2 separate regions of the Mus musculus genome follow, and region 1 is linked to region 2. Evidence: chromatin contacts called from public Hi-C data. All regions are on one chromosome and are shown on one strand. The core of a region is the stretch at or near the end of the contact, and the rest is flanking DNA. Distances in the headings are between cores, read along the strand shown. Region 1 has its middle 110 kb from the start of Spertl. Region 2 has its middle 94 kb from the start of Gm23324.

Region 1 (2,827 bases), core at 306-2,805, 1.2 Mb after region 2:
AGATATATCATGAGAAATTGTTCAAAAATAATTATATGTACAAATTTTGCTGCAAATTGTTCTACAGTGTGTACTTGTGTGTGTGTGTGTGTAAACGCACATGTGTGCATGCATGTGTCTGTGTGTTCATGTGCGTGCATGTCTGTAGAAATGTGTGTGATGAGAATTGAAGCAATACAGTCTAAAGACACAAAGGAGACAAATGAAATGAAACGTGAGAAGAGGGAGGTAGGAAGATATGAGCATGAAATAAGCTAAATATGTACAACAAAATTGTGTGAAAATTGAGAACCTAAAAAGAAGTTTAAAAATGGTAGCTGTGATTTGTTGTGTAACTTAGTATTCCCAACTTAAATACGAGTTATGTCTAAAGTTCATTTGCTACTAAAGAAAGAGTAATAATACTGTGAATTTTGTCCACACGTGTTCAGTCGTGCTGAGTGAGCAGTATCTAAAGACTGTAGTATGACATCCATGGTTTTCATTTAAAAACTAACAAAGTTTAATGAAACTGTATTATCTTATTGTATTGAATCTTTGCTTATTCAAGTTAGTCTAATTCAGACTTACTAATAAATTGCAAATTCCCATGTCATTTAAAGTAAAATATTACATTCTATATCTATCAGTAATACATGTAAGCATATATAGTAGCACATAAGGAAAAACAAAGGAGTGTCAGATTCCATTGTAGTGAGTCTTTAAGGTTTTCTTTAGTTCTTATTTGCCAAGGAATTTTAGCAGTAAGAGTAAAAAAAAGGTCCTAATGAAATGTATATAGTTTTCATGCAATTATGCACAAAAGAGTTGCTAAAAGCTTCAATTCGCCTTTAAACTTCAAAGTAAGGCAATTTAATTTACTTTGATCTAATTTTAAAATTACATGGTAGTTTTAAAAGTTACAGAACAAAATGCTATATTTAATCCTTTTTATCTTACCAAAAATTGAGGAAGTGAACTTTAAGGGTGTTTCATTCATTGTCAATGCCTATGGCTCATGATCCTTTTATTGCTACCATCTTTTCTTTTTTTGAATTGTTATTGCGTTGTTCAGTATTCTTTTTGACTGGATATTCAATGCTGATAGCCTTTCTGGAACAGTGCCAATATTTACTTCCTACTTTAGTAGGATTTACTTCATGTTCCAAATTGTTTCAAATTGTTTTGCTTATACTTAGTTACAGAAAACATTATGTACATGTATTCAAAACATCTATATGTTAAAGCCATACAGCTGCAACCATAAAGTGTCTAGAATGTCTCCAGGCCATGAAACTTATTGTCAATTAAGTTTAAATCATGTCTGAGAGGGGAAAAATCATATAAAATATGTCAGACTTCTCCAGAAACTTAGCTTAGCAAGCACAAAAATGACATGATGCTAACCAGATTTTGTTTCTGTTTTCACAAGAGGAAGCATGCTCATCTTTGTGGTTAAAGCTGGCATTTCACAAAGTAAGCTTCTATTTACATTTGGTGAGTATATTTACATATGTGTAGTAGCCATAGTGGTAGAGAACAGCAGACTAGGATGCACAGAACCACTTAAGCAGGGCTCATAGGACCTCACAGACAATGAAGCTGCAACTGTAGAGTCTACATGGGTCTGTGCTAGGCTGTCTGCATACATGCTTTAGCTTTGTCGGTTTGATTAACTCCTAACAGTGAGAACGTGGGTCTCTGTGACTCTTTTTCCTGATTCTGGGACCTTTTCCCTCTAACTGGGGTGTTTTATCAAGCCTTTATAGGATGGTTTGTGCCAACTCTTAGTGCATTTTTTATACCAAGTTTGTTTGATACCACTGGGGGGCCCTGCTATTTTCTTAAGAGAAACAGAAGAGCAGTGAATCTGGGAGAGAGGGAAGGTGGATCCAGGCTGGGAAGAGGAGAGGGGGAGCTGTGGATGAGATGCATTGTAGGAGAGAAGAATGAATTAAAAAATGGAAGAAAACATGAGACATTTAGAAAAATAATTTTTTTGTAACCAGAATTACAAAGGCATTATGAAAGCAAGAACAGAAAATGATTTAAAGTTCCCTTCTTAGCGTTATAAACCTGCCTTGAACACAAAACTTGAAGAAAGACAACAACTGTCACAAGGACTGTAATCCAAGTGGCAGTGCCCTCATTGCCTCAGGAGCCTGCCAGTTTCTAGACAGGTTAAGCAACTGACTCAAGGTCACCTCCCTAGTATGGTGCAGGCAAGAGCAGACTTTAGACTTGTTTTTACATTAAAGCTTGGTGTTTCACAGTTAGCGTCCTGTTACCTCATGCACCTAAAGAGAAAACGATACAGAAATTACTTTGAAATGAGTGAAATATGTAGTGTAATGAGGAGAAATTAGATTTTGTTTTGTTAAAGTGCTTTTCCACATCTGCAGGATAGCTACTCAAATTGCATTTATATTTTTAAACTATGTGAAATCCTATTGCTGTTTATTTCTAAAATCCTCCCTTTTCAGATGATTTACTTTTCTGCTCTATTTTCTGTTTGGATTCTTTGCCAGTCCTGTGGGTTTGTAATGCAGGAATACCATTTCTTAACTCTACTTCGTTAACTAAGATTCAATTATCTGGATATTAATGCCATAATTAAAGAGCATAATCCTTTTGCTTTATTCTGATATAAAACTGTACTGTATTGCATGTGTTGTTGCACATTTGAATAAACAGTGAATTTGAACATTATAATGCCCTTTCTATATTCTTAGATTCTATGCTGGGATTTTCAATCTCTATCACCAAGATAATCAAAGCCATCGAGTGACAGGTGCAAAGGAATGACATTTTCTTTCTATTTGAATGTGAATTCACTGTAAGAAAATTA
Region 2 (3,072 bases), core at 455-2,954:
GGGCCAGGAAGTGGGAGTGGGTGCGTTGGTGAGCAAGGGTAGGGATAGGGGGTAGGGGCAGGGGACATTTTTAATGTAAATAAAGTATCCAATAATATTTAAAAAATTGTACCATGTAATTTAAAAAGATACATTATATACTGTTATACTGGATTTTTCTTTTTTGTTTCTTTTCATTCTTTTTTATTAGATATTTTCTTTATTTACATTTCAAATGCTTATAATGAAAGTTCCCTCTCCCCTCCCCCACCCTGCTCCCCTACCTACCCACTCCCCCTTTTTGGCCCTGGCGTTCCCCTGTACTGGGGCATATAAAGTTTGTGTGTCCAATGGGCCACTCTTTCCAATGATGGCTGACTAGGCCATCTTCTGATACATATGCAGCTGGAGACATGAGCTCCAGGGATACTGGTTAGTTCATATTGTTGTTCCACTTATAGGGTTGCAGACCCCTTCAGCTCCTTGGGTACTTTCTCTAGCTCCTCCATTGGGGTCCCTGAGTTCCATCTAATAGCTGACTGTAAGCATCTTTTTCAATGCATCTGTTCCCGGGGCCATGAGAGCAGAGACTCTGTTTCTTCCTAAGATCTATCTAAGGTCATGATCTATTTCATATTGTTCCAGATAGAAGTGACCCTGACTAAAACATCTGGACCCCAACAGTGTTCCCAAACAAATCTTCTTTCCATTATAGTAATTTTATGAATATTTTTCACAGAAAATGTGGGGCAAGTGGACCATGCCACCAGACAGAAGAACTGATCAGACTGAGTGAGCTCAGACCCCTGTGAATCTCAGAAATGAGAATACAGGGAGAGGAAACACTCCTTGGATGCATGCTTTCCAAGGGGTAGCCATGACACCCTGCTGAGAGGACCTTGACAATCAGTCAGGTACCAAAAACATCTGGCATCCTTTTCCATGCAAATAGAGCACTACAAACATCTCAAATTGTGCCACTAAGAAACATCGATCCCTGCACCAAGACCATCACCGCCACCACCCACTCCTCGATGTTTTTAAAATTCTTGTCCACGTGGAATAAAGTATACAGTATACAAGATATTTCACAAAAAAATCCTCTGAGAGTGACTCTTTTACTGAGCTGTAACACATGGGAAGAGTTCTCTTTTGTCCAACGCATTTATCACTGGATCTTGGACCTGCCTGACAGGCTATGCTCACTGTTTAGCTGCCCCTGTCGCTGCCATTTTAAGACCAGAAGAGTCTTTCATCAAGAATGTCCCACTGTCAGAAACACAGAGAAGGAGATCCATGCAACAAGCAAGAGGTTTATTGATCCAGTGTGCTCTGGGGCTGTCCTACAATTGGGGAAGAGGTGACCCCGAAGATAATAAGCACACACTTTTTTTTATTACATATTTTCCTCAATTACATTTCCAATGCTATCCCAAAAGTCCCCCATACCGTTGGTTTAAGCCCAGTGGTGGCCCGAACTGATCTTTCTCAGCATTTGTGGCTCCAGGTGAGGTGAGGTCTTAGTCACCAGAAGAGGGAACTGAAACACTTTTGGTCGTTATCTGCACCTGCATTGTGGTCAGGGCTTCCTTGTAAAGCTTGTTTTGCTGGGTCATTTGGGGAAGGAAGTGTTCATCACAACCTTCTAGTGGAAAGTCCCCAGGGTGCTATCCTGGAAAGGACTTTCAGCGGTCATCTTATGTTCTCTAAGGTCGCACACCATTGTTGCGGCCCATGTTGCCCCTGCCGTTGGAACTGGCATTGCAGAGGGAGTGAGATCTTGGCTACCTGCCCCACAAAGGCTTCGAGAACTTCTTTCCTTCTTTGTAAGAGCTGTAATAAGTTCAGCTTTTCCGGGGTACCAAGAGAGCCATTCAATTTATTTGTTCTGGTTCCTCGAAGGACAAAAAGTAACAGAAAGTTGATTAGTACATAATCTGAGAAAGAGTTAAGGACAGGTAATGCCTTTAAAAATATATTGATTTATTATTTTTGGACCTGAGAGGAACACCTTATTATGAACTCTTGTTAAGCTTTGATGGAATGTGTACTTGTATTGGGATCAAAACTTATACGACCCATGTAAAGAATTCTGCACCCACATCATGTTTAATATTACATGAGACTGAATGCTACTCATTCAAAGATGGTCACGAGTGACTGTCCTCTGAGCCATACAACTTCTATCTTGAAGAAATTAGCTCTTCTATATCAAATCTGCCTGCAGAAGATAATCCCAGATGGCATGTTTACATTGGACCTTCCCATATGGATGGTCAGAATATGGCCACTTTGCCTTTTCATGTGGGAACTCTGCCCCTGGCCTAGGGGAGGGATTAGAGTAGACAGAGAGCAGGGAGTCTGTTATGTGGGAATGGAGAAGCTCTAGTTGATAACACTTTCTAGGTGTAGCAGGTTCGGGGAAAGAATACCGAAATCTATCTAACTCCTCATCTAGGCTCTGTAAGGAAGTGAAGTAAATTCATTGGTTCCCCAGCATGAACTTTGGTGGAATTATCCCTTAATCTGCCATTGTAAGATTGAGAGCAGGAGTAGACATTGCTTAGTTTCTCCAAGGGAAGGAAAGAATATTCGCATCAGAGACATCGTTTTGCTGCATCCTAGGAATAAAACTCACTGACAAGGAATGATGTTGCCTTAAGTCAAAAGAAAGGAGAGAATGAGAAAAGAAAGAAAAAAAGAAAGGAAGGAAGAAAGAAAACAAAAGAAGAAAAAGAAATCAAGAAGCAACTTATAGATATTGTAGTATCTAACAAAACAGGTTTCAAAAAGGAAAAAAAGAAAAAAAAAAACCCTAATCCACAGAGGAGAAGGCTACTACATACTTATTACAAAAGATAATTTATTAAGAATATATTACAACTTTAAACATTTGTACATCATAAGCAAGGGCAACCCAGTGTATAGAAGAATTACCACTATAGTTTAAATAAAATTGATCTTAAAACAGCAATGGCAAGGGGCTTCAGTATCTCAATCTTACCTATAGATCAGACATCCAGACAGAAATAAACAGAAATACTGAAGTTAAATCATGCCATACATGAAGTGAACCTAAGACATGTCTATAGA

The links. A called contact is a pair of places that touch in the nucleus more often than the background predicts.
Region 1: a contact with region 2 is called in a Hi-C map of the 63-12 cell line, with 5 times the contacts expected there. The contact joins two enhancer-like sites. A contact is called at or near these places in 1 of 39 promoter capture datasets (the C10 cell line), 1 of 15 datasets of contacts at CTCF or cohesin (pro-B cells), 3 of 484 Hi-C or Micro-C datasets (the 63-12 cell line, the C10 cell line and large pre-B cells) and 2 of 115 datasets of contacts at active chromatin or transcription factors (the 230-238 cell line and large pre-B cells).

What each region holds. Positions count from the first base shown.
Region 1 is chr14:95,774,411-95,777,237 of GRCm38.p6, forward strand. No RefSeq gene overlaps it. Among named protein-coding and RNA genes, the nearest start is that of Spertl, 110 kb to the right of the region's middle. Within about 2 kb of position 1,556, at least 2 of the 459 cell types and tissues checked have an H3K27ac peak or open chromatin away from gene starts, as enhancers often do. A contact at or near this core is called in the 63-12 cell line, where this site is marked.
Region 2 is chr14:94,540,592-94,543,663 of GRCm38.p6, forward strand. No RefSeq gene overlaps it. Among named protein-coding and RNA genes, the nearest start is that of Gm23324, 94 kb to the left of the region's middle. Within about 2 kb of position 1,705, at least 14 of the 459 cell types and tissues checked have an H3K27ac peak or open chromatin away from gene starts, as enhancers often do. A contact at or near this core is called in the 63-12 cell line, where this site is marked.